Regions from separate parts of the Oryzias latipes genome. Here regions 1 and 3 are each linked to region 2. Evidence: chromatin contacts called from public Hi-C data. All regions are on one chromosome and are shown on one strand. Each heading gives the region's core, a stretch centred on a gene start, on an enhancer-like site or on the middle of the called end of the contact. The rest is flanking DNA. Distances are from core to core; before and after follow the strand shown.

Region 1 (4,214 bases), core at 1,611-4,110, 65 kb before region 2:
GAATACCCCCCTGCTACACCAAAATATCAAAACACAACAGATAATGTTACAGAGATCACATGAATCTAAGTTATAGCTAAAAAGTTTCATAAGCTGGTCTGTTATAATATTTTGAAAATATTGTTCAAAGCAAAAAAAAAAGACAAGTAAAAACAAGTAAATATGTATCTATGGCCACAAACTGTGTTTATATGACTTTTTGTTTTTCATAGTTAGTAATAATAATGAAAGTAACAATAATAACAACCTAAATATTTAATGAATTAGTAAGCAACTTGTTAAAGCAACTTTGCAGAAGTAGATCTGAGCAGTTTATTGACTCTTTTCCTAAAGACCCACTCCCATGTAAATTTATTTTTTTTGGTGTTTTTAACATGATCTTGTGGCATTTTTCTCATAATAGAGAACATATGGAAAGAATATTTAGCTCAAAACTCCATTTCTGAATATTTCTCTTTTCAGGTTGTTGTAAATCAGGAGCAGAAGGAATAACGGGCCACAAGCTTCCTGCCCCACTCTGGAACGGGAAGGGGAACGAATGGGAGGCGGGGTCACTGTGCACCAAAGGTCCCGCCCACAACTCAGTGGTGAATTTCTGATTAACTCCTGCCAGAAACTGTCCTAGAAAACGACACCGTTTTTTTTAGGGGGGGGGGGGGGGGGGGGGGGGGGGGACTGGTAACACTTTAAAAACAGATTAAAAGATGATCAAAGTGAGACTTTGAGTAAAATCATAGTTTTACAGCTTGAAGTCAGGAAACAAATTGAAACATGATGAAGCACTGAAGCGAGTGTTGTTGTGTTTAGTTGTTTACATCCTGGAATTGTTGATTGAGGTTTTGAGGGGGGTTGATGCTTTTCAGAGTCTTACTCGTGAGCTTCTTCCTGTCATTTGGGTTCGCTGGAACTGGACGGCAGTTGGAGACGCAGTTATGAAATTTTTCTGAATGACTCAGCAAAGCTAAAAAGGGCTTTAAATTTTAAAGATGCAAGATTGTTTTTGTTTCTCATCAAATTTAGATTTTAAATCATCACCTGATGTCACTTTTTTTTCTTTTTCTCTCCATATTTTTTCACTATCAGGCAATCTGGAGAAGTTTAAACCTCAAAGAGACAAACTGGAGACTTTTTTTATCCAACAAAGTCCTTTCACTAACAGAGAAGTAGATCTTCAGATAAGTCGTTGTGTACCAAAGAACCTCGGCCTGAGCTTGTTAGTATTGACTAGAATGAGTCTTTACAGGTCAACGACCTGAATTGTGGTGTGTCTGGTTCTTCAGGCAGCTCCGGTATTCCAATCCGTTAATGATGTTTATCAGACTCATAAGTGCATTTAGAAGTGATCAGGATTGACGATCAGTTTAAAAATGCTGATCAGACACCAGACTGAACACTGAATGACTTTGAAAAAGCCCAAAACGATTGAGAGTTACACAAAAAAAGGAACATTTGACAGGATTTTGGGGTTTGTCAGGTAGTTTTTTGAAGCAGTTGTAACAAAGAACTTACAGTTCATCCTCAGTATATATTAAAATAAAAGGGCGTTCCTCTTTATTTGTGGAACACCAGGTACATCATTTTCTCTGAAGGAACAGCTGTAAGAAAAACAAAGATCTACAGGGAAGACATCCGGGAAATTCAGGAAAGCTTTGGGATAGGCAGTCAGAGAAATGTTGGCTTCATTTGACAGATATTGCTACAACAGTGGCAGCGTACAAGTGGTAACCATGGTGATCTGAACCCAACATCCAGTCAAAGGGGTGAGGCTCTAATGATGATGATGATGATGGTTATTGGAATTGGGAGGAATGGCGTAAAAGAGCAACGATTATGGAAAAAAGACAAAGGGAGGAGAAGGAAAATTGATGGGAAAACGGCTGGAAGGAGTGACTCACAGAGGGGGTTGAGAGGCAGCACACTGGGGGAGGAAGAATAGCTGAAGAGGAATGTGGAAGATGAATCAGAGGGAAAAGACATGAAGGATGATAAAAGGAGAAATCAATCTCAGGATGAAGAGACTTTGCTACAAAGGAAGGGATGAAAGGACAAACTTTCAGGGAAGTGAGGGGAATAACTGATCCGAGGTGGAGAAGAAGAGGAGAAGTCGACAACCGATCAAATACACAACTTGATCACAAATAACCAGGTGGAGATGGAAGATGGTGGTGAAAAGACGAAAAGCAGAGAAAGACAGGAAAATTTGTAAAAATTGATGAAAAAAAGATGATGAATTTGCTGGATATTAGAGTGAATGGGAAATTCTAGATATTCTTGTCAATAAAGGTTATTATAAAAAGTAAAAAGAACTAATTTTGGTCCAAAAGGAATCATTTTTGTTGTCAAACATTTATTTTTCTTTTAAAGTAACTACACCTGGAGTTAATTTGAAATGTGAAGTCAAACACGTTTGTCTCTATTTGTTTACTGATAAAAAATGGGGTGCGCATGGAGGAATTAAAAAAAACTGTTTTAGAAAAACAAATAACTAACCTGCTGCATTTGGAAGCAGCCGTCTGCCTGTTCTTGTGACAGTAAATTAAAGGCAGTCTGTATAATGATCTATTTTGCCTTTTTGAATTAAAAAAAAAAGTATAGACTTTTGGGAAGCTTTAGCAATTTTGTGTTGTTTGAACTCAAACCTAAAATTAAACATATTGAATTCCTGGTAAAGCAAGTGTTACATTTCTTGGCTTTGTCTTTCAAACCTGACGGGTTTGTGTCACTGAGATGCAGCAGAAACATTCTAAATTCAGTCGGAGAGCAAGAAGGGAAGGTGGCGAGTGGAAAGGTCAGCTTTTTGGCGCTGTGATTGGCCAGCTGAGACCTGCAGCTCCACAGTCAGCCGCCCATCAGTCACTCTGTCCTGATAGAAGACGGATGAAAACAGAGTGTGTTTGTCAGAGCTGCTGGGCGTCAGGCTCACAGTGTCAGTTTCTGCAAACCCTCACACATGCCATCTCCAGTTTATAGTATCTCTGTCCCGAGCAGTGGATCCGCCGTCACGTGTGTCACAAAATTCTTCGGTCTGTCTTCAATTATGATGAGATGCGCAGACGTGAGGTGTCAACACTGGCAAAGACGAGCAGGCACTTCCCATTTTTCCTCATAAAGGGTCATCTTTTCCCAGCTGACAGGGTTTTTCGCCCTGTTAGTCGTGTGATTTATCGCCCCCACCGCGGCTGAAGGTTGGAGGCGGATGGGAGTGCGGTGCAAACAGCTGAGCAGGGCAACGTGTCAGTACAGAACGCCACGCCCCAATTCAACCACCGCCCCCCCCACAGACATACACAAATCTGACAGCTTCATAAATTGAATTAGGCCTTAATATCCTCTGTTGACGGATGACAGAAAGTAAGGAAACAGCTTCCATACATTCAAACATCCTGGCACAGGTGTTTAGTGTAGATAAGAAAGCACAAGTTAGGCCTAATCTACACATACATGTGGCATTTTGAGGGTGCTAACGAGGTCGTGATGCAAATACAGTCCTGGAGAATATACGTGTCAGCATAGCTTAGAGTAAAAAACCATAAAAATCGTTCAACATGAACTCACTCTGGCAAATTTGGAGGCTTTAGCAGCAAAAGTTTCAGACGTAAAAGTGGCGTTTTCCATGAACAACAAGAAATATGGAAAAATGTAAGTTCAGTTTTGGAAATTTAGGGGATTCAGCAGGTTCTGAAAATGGATGAATGGATGGATAGTAAAGTGTAATTGTCCTTCTTCAAGTGCTTTCACACTGGCGTTTGTTTGTTGCCATGGATCTGTGTTTTTCACACGGTGTGCCGGTGAGATGGTGAGGTGTTCTGTGGGAAATCACTCATTTTCACGGTTTTCACAAACATTTATCATCTCCAGGATATCAGCTCTGTGTTCATCCAAACAGGCCCTGATAAAACACTGAGTAGTTAGGAATATGAAAAATCATCTTTGTGTTGATTTAATTGCATCAAAGACACTTTGATAAGAATGACAGTACCGCGATCTAGCCGCAGTTTTAGCAAATACCAGTAGTTCTGTTTTTGCAAAAGTCCCGCCCCTTTAACTGTCTCCACCAATCATTCTTGGAGACCTAATCATACATCATCAGCATCACTTCTGACCAATCAGTCAGAGGAGAAGGAATAACGAGTTAACAAGTGGTTAACGTCCTCACTTCCTTGTTACGACTTGGCTCATGAAGTATCTGAGAGTATATCCAGACTAGAAAACTC
Region 2 (4,446 bases), core at 319-2,818:
CTGTTTTTTTTTTTTGTTCCTTTCATGAAGAGTAGCACATTACTTTAACATATTCTTTGCACAAAACACATCCATACATCTTCATGACTGGAAAGGAGCAGAGAGAGGAAAAAAAATCCAAAATTACTGCCCTTATGTCAGATCCTAAAGAAAAAGGGGAAAAAAGAGACAATTCTAAATTCACTTTTCTGCCTGCCACCACACCCAACACACATAACCACCCAATATATTCCTAATACTTTTTTTATTATTTGTACAGATTTCAGAACTTTCTAATGGGATTTTATTTTATTTTTTTTAAGAAAGGGCCCTGTTTAATCAATCATTTCCATTCGATCCATCCATTCATCCACGCTGGTTTCATCCTGGGAGGGGTCGTGGTCGTTTGGCGAAGTCGGGGTGCAGCCTGGACAGTTTTCCCCTTTAGATGAGTTTGCAAAAGCTGAAGGTCACTTCAAATGTCACCGACTCGAGGAGAAGCCCCTCATGAAGGTCAGAGGTCAAGGAACATGGTTTAACGTGGCCGTGGATGTGCATGAACTTTATGAGCCTGCCTCTGCAACGATTGCTGCTTACACTGTTATAATTCACTACAGTGTAATGGGATTGAGTCACAATGCAAGAAAGACAAAACTGTTAGTGAAGCTACGTGAGATTTGAAGTGCTTCATGACTTGAGTTGGTTTTAAATCTGTTTTCCAATAAATCTCTGTTATGACGGTTGAAGGGATGCCTTGGAATTTCAAAGGAAAACGAAATGCAAGTTGAGCGGGTTTTTTTGAAGAAAAAAAAAAAGCACATGTCATTCAGACAATAACAGGCGCGGGAAAAAAGGAGGGCGGAGGAGTGGAGGAGCAGAGAGAGAGAGGGGGGGGGGTGTTTGGAGGAGTAAATGGGACTCTTTTTATCTCCAGTTTCCCACATCCTGTGAACGGCTGCAAACGCGGCCACCCAATTTGAAAGAATGAGAGGAATGCGAGCCCCCCTCCCCCCCGCCCCAAACCCTCCCGCGCGCCCGCCCCTCGCGCCGCTTTGATGCGCAGCCAGTGGAGGGGACATTGTCAGTTAACAGAGCTCCAGACTGATAAACTGCGCTTTTAATGGGAAGATAATCAGGTAAATGGTCGGCCTGTTAAAACAACCGCATTGATTAACTGCTATGTCTGTGTCCAATCACCAAAAATATTATAAATATAAACAAAATAAATAAGTAAGTGCTCATTTGTTTTTATCAAATATGGTCATAAAAATAAGTATTTTTTTTCCTTTTTGGTTCTCCAGATGAAAAGCACTCATGTATTTTTTTATATATAATTATTTCTCCTGTGGAAGCAGCGTCTGTCTGAGTTCCTAATAATGGTTTAGTCTGGTTTTTGGCGCGTTTTGATTCCCGCCACGTCTGTCTGGGCCGGCCGGTTAAGAGGCTGTCTGTATTTTTATTTTGTGATTGACGGGCGTTTGGAACTCAATCCTTCAACCCCATTGGCGGAGAGGACCGAGAGGGGCGGAGATCCCATTGACGTCACTCATCCTTTGCTACGACTCATATAAGAATCCTGCCCCCCTCGGATCTCCTTTCAGGAGCCAGCGTCTGGCCAATGCCTCAACTCTTTTAATTTAAAACTGTGTATATAAATTATTTTTACTCGTTTGTTTACAAATATTGCGACTATATTTTGTTTTTTGGAGCTCCGCACTGCGGGATTTGGTCCCTGTGTTCCCCCCTACCCCGGAGCTCAGGCGGATTGTCCTCCCCTCTGGATGAAAGGATTCCTGCCGCATTTTTGTCGCTGCAACGTGGACTTTCAGCCCTCCAGCTCACGGGAGAGTCGCAGCCCGCCTCTGGATTAAAACAAAACAAAGTCCCAGCTCCAGCCGGTCCGTGGTGGATTATTATTCCAGAAATGCTGCTGTCCAAGCTGAATTCTCTGGCCGCAGACATGCCGGCGAAGATCCAGCTCCAGGTTCATCAAGGTTAGCCGCCCTCCGCGCTGTCATGGAGGACTGCAGTGGCCGGCAGCTCCGGCTCACTGTAGCGCCTCTTTCCCCCCCGAAACTGGGCTCTTTTCTTCCCGCTTTTCTTTATCTCTGGGATTTACCGGCTCCGTGTCTTTTTTGCAGTGAAGGAGAAGGAGCCGTTCGAGAAGCTGTACCAGGTCGGCGCGGTGCTGGGAAGCGGCGGCTTCGGGACCGTCTACGCCGGCACGAGGATTTCCGACGGAGTTCCGGTGAGCACGCGCCACATTTCCCTGACTCCTGCTGCGAAAATTCAGTCAGTGTTCGGGAGTTAAAACGTTGTTTTTTCTGCCGGTTACAGGTCGCTGTTAAGCACGTAGCCAGGGACAGGGTCTCCGAGTGGGGAGAACTGGTAAGAAACTAAACATGAGCGCAAATGTATCTGAATTTAACGTTAAAAAAAACGGAGCATTTATGGTGGATTTTGGTGTTTTCAGCCGAGCGGCGCGCGGGTTCCGATGGAGATAGTTCTGCTGAAGAAGGTCGGGACGGGCTTCCGCGGCGTCATCAAGATGCTAGACTGGTTCGAGCGGCCGGACAGCTTCATCATCGTCATGGAGAGACCCGAGAACGTCAAGGATCTGTTCGACTTCATCACCGAGAGGGGGGCCTTACCGGAGGAGCTGGCGCGGAGCTTCTTCCGCCAGGTGCTGGAGGCCGTGCGCCACTGCCACAGCTGCGGCGTGGTGCACCGGGACATCAAGGACGAGAACATCCTCATTGACCTCCGCACCGGGGAGATGAAGCTCATCGACTTCGGCTCCGGGGCTCTGCTGAAAGACACCATCTACACGGACTTTGACGGTAAATTTATTTATATATAAATATATATATTTTTTATGTTTTAGGATAAGTGCGCGTGACTTTCAGGCTCACGTAACAGAAATTCCTCCGAGTCAGTTACAAACAAAACCTCAAAGGTTTTCCGCCCCCTGGCGGACGGAAGTGGTATTTTTACAACCCAAAGTTTGTAAACAAAGTCACATGTCTGCTCCCCTCCCACGCGCGCGCCTCCCTCTCTTGCAAACACGGGCTGTCAGAGCTCCTGAGCCTCAGCTGACAGTTATGCAACCACACCTGCAAGGCTTTTATTTACACCTTATTGGATCTATTGCAGCGTTTAAAGATTTTTTTATATTTTCTTTTCCACAGGTACACGAGTGTACAGTCCACCTGAGTGGATCAAGTATCACCGCTACCAGGGGCGCTCTGCCACTGTGTGGTCTCTGGGTATCCTGCTATATGACATGGTGTGTGGGGACATCCCATTCGAGCACGACGAGGAGATCACCCGGGGTCAGGTTCTGTTTCGGAGGAGAATCTCTACAGGTGAGTTCACCCCTGCTCACCCCGCCGGCACGTCTGCATCGCCGGCGCTGTGGACTAACACGACGCTTCCCCCTCTACTCCTCCAGAATGCCAGCACCTCATCAAATGGTGTCTGAGTCTGCGACCGACTGACCGGCCGTCCTTCGAGGACGTCATCAACCACTCGTGGATGCAGAGCACCGCCTCTTCGGGGGTGTCCACGGCGCAGACGGAGAAGACGACCACGGAGATCCGACTGCACAGCATCAGCCACGAGCCCAGCTCCTTCACGCCACCCCCCGTGGGCGTGGCGCGGTGATGGCCGTTCGCACTGTTCTGGACTGAACACTGTCTGAAGGACTAATAGCCGAGACTGCGTCGCCGCCCAACCAGGAGGCGCCTCGCCCTGAGGGGCCGCTCCACGCCGTCCTCCTGTGGGACCGGGTTGAACACTGGTCGTCCTGCTCAACAGCTCCCGGGCAGTAAGGACTCCTCTGGCTGCAGCGCCCTGCACTTCTTCCTCCTGATTCCCAAAGGCAGGAGATGCAAGATTTACAGGCGTTTGTCACAGAGGAGCTGCTCGTTCTGGAGAAAGTGCCTTCTTAGAGATGGGGGGGGGGAAGGGGGGCCTGATGATACTTGAACCTGAGAAATCAAAAAGGCAAAGGAACCTTTTTGCTTCCTTACAAGGCTTTATATTTGTTGCTGTCAGTTTTAGTTTTTTCCTCTCATGGGCCTAGATCAGTGAAGCCTGTGCCAGTTTTACAATCACTACTTCCACCACCACCACTACTCCCGTCGCCATTAGCAACCACACAACCTCCTGGTAGCAGCCAAGTCATCCACAACAGGAAACACTGGACTTACCTCAATCCTGCGTCCACACCCCTCCTCCACCCGTCGCGCTTCTTCCGTTCCACGCCGGCATCCGCCGAAACGCACCGAACAATGCAAACGTCGGCATACCGGCGCGCCTCTGCTCCATCCTCCGCTTCAACTCTAGTGGGAAGAAAAAAACTGTAAATGAGAAAGATATTTATTATCAATGCTGTGACTCATCTTCCATCTTAAAGGATTTTTGTTTAATTTTTTTTTGGGTCGCAGTGTTTATTTATTTATTTAT
Region 3 (4,841 bases), core at 2,074-4,573, 120 kb before region 2:
CTTTTAGCCCTAGTGCTATCCTAGGCACTTTAACATTGGGAGTTGGGTCATCTAAACCCCACAAGACAGTGCTCTGAACCTTTTTTCTTCAATGATTTGTGATCTTCACTGTTTTCCATGGATGACATGAAATCCTCTTCACCTTTATCCACCTTTGTCATGGTAGGGAGAACACGATTCTGCAAAAAGTCTGCATTTGTGACTTTTCCCTAAAAATTTTCAATCTTTGGCATAATTTGCACATTTGTGTATAAAACAAACTTGAATCCATGAAATGAGTTACCGTTGCGTGGTAAAAACCGTTAAAACCAAACTTACAAAAACTTTCTAATAACATTTACCTTTTAAAATTGGCTGCTAAATAATTTAAAGTCAATGAAATGAAATCATTGATGTATGTCATTATTTTAAGTTGTATCAATTCATATATCATTGTTTGAGTGGGAGTCATCAATGTCATTTCTGAATTAGACTTGAAGGTACAGCATGTACCAAACTGCCTTCATCGTTTCAACGACCTCACCAGCAGGGGGAGCTGGAGCACCACAAAGCAGAACAGTGACTGGCTATTTTTTGCTTCAGGGAAGGCCACAAAACTCAAATTTAAATGTAGAAAAGCAAATGCCCTGCATGAATACTTTTGCTGAATGTTTCTAAATTCTGCAGGAATAATGCAAAGCAGTGACAAACTTCAAACATTTGGCAGAAATGACAGCCGGCGACTTATCTGCTGCATCCAGAGAGGAGTGTGGTCACAGAGTTCAGCGCTATCATGTGACTCTTTCCTTCCTCTTTCTGACTTAACTGGTGTTTAGTTTCTAAGAACTGATTCAGCGTCGTCTCACCGCAGTTTCACTCTACTGTCTGCTGAAAATGATAATGTCTTTGAGGTTTGGATTATGACTTCTGCTGGTTTTACTGACTCTCTGCAGAATTTTCACACAGGTTATGCAAACGTGATGCTGCACCTACTGAACCAGATTCTAGACGGATCACCTTGTTCCTGAATGAAGCTTCCCTTGTGAGGATTGTTGAGTGCAACTGGATTTTCAAAGCTTCGTATGAAAAGATGAAAGTGTTATAGTGCATGTGCGATTCCTGCATTGAAGTGTCAGCTTCACACAAAAAAAAGGCCAAAAACTGTTAAATCCGGATGCTCCCCTTGGATGCTCGGCTGCAGCCCGTTTCCTTGGTAACAGAGGAGTTTGGCTGGGAACCAGAACCTGCAGAAATTCCCTTACAGTGCTCACTTTATTTTCTAGGCAACAGCAGAGACAGCCGTATTGCAATATCTCCAAATGTTTGCATGCGTGTAAAGAAAATACACGTCTAGACGGGCTCACTTCTTTCTCTGCTTTCATTCAGTTTCACACATCCAGCCTCTGTCTGCTCTCATGAGAGCAAATACTTCCACTTTTCCTGTACGTTGAAAAATGTGCCAAACTACAGGCAGATTGATGTCCCAGTGGGCTTTCCAGTGTGTCTTTAGTATCAGCAGGAAACATTTGATAAAGGGACGGTTATCTACTTTAGTCAAAACATCAAGGTAACAACTAGTCATTTCTTGAAAAACAAGTTTTCTGAGGGAATTATAGACTCACTCCAGTGAGAAGAGTGTTTTGGGAGTTTTTGTGACATTTTTCTGACGATGGAGGAGATATAGTAAGAAAATCAAGCTCAAAATTACATTTCTGAGTATTTCTTTAACCCCTTGTGCCATCTTAGATGACCCCACCCTCACATTGACGTGTTCTCCCTACCATGACAAAGGTGGATAAAGGTGGAAAGATTTCATGTAATCCATGGACACCAGTGAAGATCACAAATCATTGAAGAAAAAAGGTTCAGAGCACTGTCTAGTGGGTCTAGATGACCCAACTCCCAATGTTAAAGTGCCTAGGACAGCACAAGGGTTAAGCTCAAAAGCTGACATGAAAAGTCACTTTTCTCCACATCGGAATCAGCTGATTCACGTTGAACGGTCAACGATTTACAGTTTGTCAAAGGGCATGTGGTATTTAGGTGTTGCTGAGTTAAACATGTCACTGCAACCATGTAAACAAAGGTTTACAAAATACAGCTTTAATGTGTATTTGTATTTCATAAGGAACTTTTGATTTGTTGACAAAACTGATCAAACTGAACTTTCAGAGATGTTCATTTTTTTCGCAGCGAGTCTTCATGCAACATTATCATATTTTCACTGTATTCTTTTCACTCGTTGAAGTAAAGACTTGGAAATGTTTTGATGGCTTCTCTTCTTTATGGCCTCAATTTGTGATGCCACTCAGACGGAGAGACAAAGGTTTTTTTCACGCTAACTTTGCGGCCCTCATCTCATGCCTCAAAATTCACTTTCACCCCGATTTCATCATGCCCATCCAGCTTTCTTTGGGAGCCGTGCGTCAGCAGTAATGGGTTGTGACGGATGTTTTAGGCCTCATGCTTTTTTCTTTTTTGGGGAGGGGGACAACAGAGCCTGGTAAGCTCTGGAGTCCACACACCATGGGAAAAAGAGAGGCATCCAGATTACAAGTCCATCAGAAACCCCTGACCCCTTTAGTTATTATGGGTACCTCAGCTTCTTTACCTACATTCCCTCTTCCCAGGAAAGCTTTTCCCTTTTTCCATCTGAATTGGGAGAGCCATAACCCATAATCTCTTCATCTCCTCCCTCTTCTTCTTCTTTAATGCCTTCAAGTCTCCTTGTCTTAGAGGAGCTTTTGTTTCTGGAAACCGCTGGAGTCCCTGCCGTGGAATGCTGTTGGCAGCCTGGTCCCGCCTCCTGGAACGGCATTCCCATGCTGGGTCATTGTTGAGGGATTGATCGATCCGGGGTCGCAGTTAAGGAAGTGAACTCGGAAGTTTTCACCAGAGTTTAGCACCGTCTTGGTGCAACTCATCATGATTTATTTCTGCAAACACAAGAAAATGTCTTGGGATTACTTCAGAAGGGTTTGTTGAAGTTCTGGTCAAACCTAGATTAGAATTATGCTGTCAATCATTCAAAAAGGAGGCACAAATGTAACATATTTATAATTGCTATTTAAAAAAAAGGCCTCCAAAGATTTTAAAAGCACAGTTTTATCATTTCATAAATATTAACCATATAATGTAACGTCGTGCCCCAGATATTTGATAAGTCGGGTCAGCTTGATGAAGCGTTGATGACGAGTTTTTCAGTTTTAGATTTGAGATCAATGGGTCTCTGCTCCATGTGGTCGTCAAGGCTCCTTTGGTTTAATGTGGGAAGACAAAGCCATCGATGATGTGAGGTGGGGTGCAGACACACCACACACAAAGGGGGGGAGGGGGGCAGCAGCGTTTGAGGCTCCAGTGAAAGGAACTGTGTGTGGCGGTCGCGGCAATTCAGAGGCCTTTACTCGACAGAAGCCTTTGTGTCTCATCCAAAGATTGCAAGTTCACAGGAGCACAAAGAGGCTGAAAAAAGGAGGGAAAGTGAGGGCCTATAGACCTTTTTATTAATGCTTCTTTTTCTTTTACTTTAAAGGCTTGCCTCATTACCTGAATGCGTGATAGATACAGACACTTTGGACACATGTTCACAGACAGAGGAACATGCAGCCCACATCTAAGAAGGCTTTCCTGGGGCGGCAAAGGGGAGGCAGGAGGCGGTATATGAAGACGGGCCTCTTGCTTTCCACAAATGACAAGAAATATATTTGAAAACCTGTTACTTTTTAGTGTTGTGCATAATAACACATTTTCTGTTTTTAAGAACATAATAGCCCTGTGACAGACAATGTCTCAGCACATCATCATGGATACTTAAAATCTAAAAGCCTTACAATTCTTTTAGCCACATTTGGAGCATTTTTTGGAGTAACTGTCAAAACCTAAATTCTCCCAAAGTTTTAGTACACTCTGAATACTTTTGATGTTTTTTCTTTGGCTGTTTCCAACCTAAAGTTTTTACATCAGTATCTGGTTTGGCGCAACAGTACAACCACCATCTAACAACAGGAAGAAGTGGTCTTTTGTGTGGAGATCACACTGGTTTTAGATGTTCCAAATGTCTGCAGAGCTCCTGTAGGGAGTAAATCCTTGAGCCATGACTGGAGAAAGCCTCTTTTTTTGCAGGACCATGTGAGCTTTGGGGGTTTTTCTCTCAGTGCTGCTCCGCTGTCTTTGCATTTGGTTTTCATGGCGCTGTCTCTACCATCAGCATGGCATCTGTCCCTGCTTCTAAATATGAATCGTCTTCATTTTAAAGCCATGTCCCCCAGCCACTTTGTACATTTTGCACAGATGAAAATTGGTCACATGTGAAAATACGTGGAAAAGTTGTGTTGTTTACGTGAAATTTTCACTGATGTATCACGAATGAACCACGTTAAAACCACAGAAGAAGCTTTTGAGCTTTTGCAGAAAACCACTTCTTTGAAGCAGTTTTTTTTCTTTTTTTTAAAAGGTGAGAAGTCAGAGATGAGTTTACAATCTCACGATGATGAGAATAAAAATCTTTTGTTCAGACTCCTCTGTTCTTCGCTTTCTTGTTTGGCTGCACTGGAATAAAGAACTACTTCCCACGATGTGAAAAAGCTGCACTGAAATACACAGACCATCTGCTAATGCTCCATTTAGCTTTCCAAGAAAGCAGGCCATCTTGGAATAGAAACACCAAGAGGATAGATCTGTGTTCGCATTATGGTCTTGCTGAGTGGTGTAAGTGTCTCCCGTCAAGTATGATCCCATTAGAACAGGAGAAGGAGCCAGATTTATCTTCTCACATCCCCATTTGTGCGTGCACTATCACACAAACATGCACATTTTACTAAAAATATGTGGGCTTCACACTAGCCGTTTCCACTGACTGTTGT

Evidence for each region. A called contact is a pair of places that touch in the nucleus more often than the background predicts.
Region 1: a contact with region 2 is called in a Hi-C map of fibroblasts, with 2.1 times the contacts expected there. The contact joins the enhancer-like site here to the promoter of LOC101157054 in region 2. A contact is called at or near these places in 2 of 5 Hi-C or Micro-C datasets (embryo and fibroblasts).
Region 3: a Hi-C map of embryo shows a contact between it and region 2, with 3 times the contacts expected there. The contact joins the enhancer-like site here to the promoter of LOC101157054 in region 2. A contact is called at or near these places in 2 of 5 Hi-C or Micro-C datasets (both in embryo).

What each region holds. Positions count from the first base shown.
Region 1 is chr7:3,907,382-3,911,595 of ASM223467v1, reverse strand. No RefSeq gene overlaps it. Among protein-coding and RNA genes, the nearest start is that of LOC105354319, 31 kb to the right of the region's middle. Within about 2 kb of position 2,860, at least 2 of the 8 cell types and tissues checked have an H3K27ac peak or open chromatin away from gene starts, as enhancers often do.
Region 2 is chr7:3,840,440-3,844,885 of ASM223467v1, reverse strand. It overlaps LOC101157054 (serine/threonine-protein kinase pim-1), which reads left to right and starts at 1,568. Exons shown (of 6, transcript XM_011476764.3): 1 at 1,568-1,973; 2 at 2,121-2,227; 3 at 2,317-2,367; 4 at 2,453-2,819; 5 at 3,168-3,344; 6 at 3,431-4,446. The coding sequence starts at 1,904. The coding sequence ends at 3,642.
Region 3 is chr7:3,961,148-3,965,988 of ASM223467v1, reverse strand. No RefSeq gene overlaps it. Among protein-coding and RNA genes, the nearest start is that of LOC110015326, 14 kb to the right of the region's middle. Within about 2 kb of position 3,323, at least 4 of the 8 cell types and tissues checked have an H3K27ac peak or open chromatin away from gene starts, as enhancers often do. A contact at or near this core is called in embryo, where this site is marked.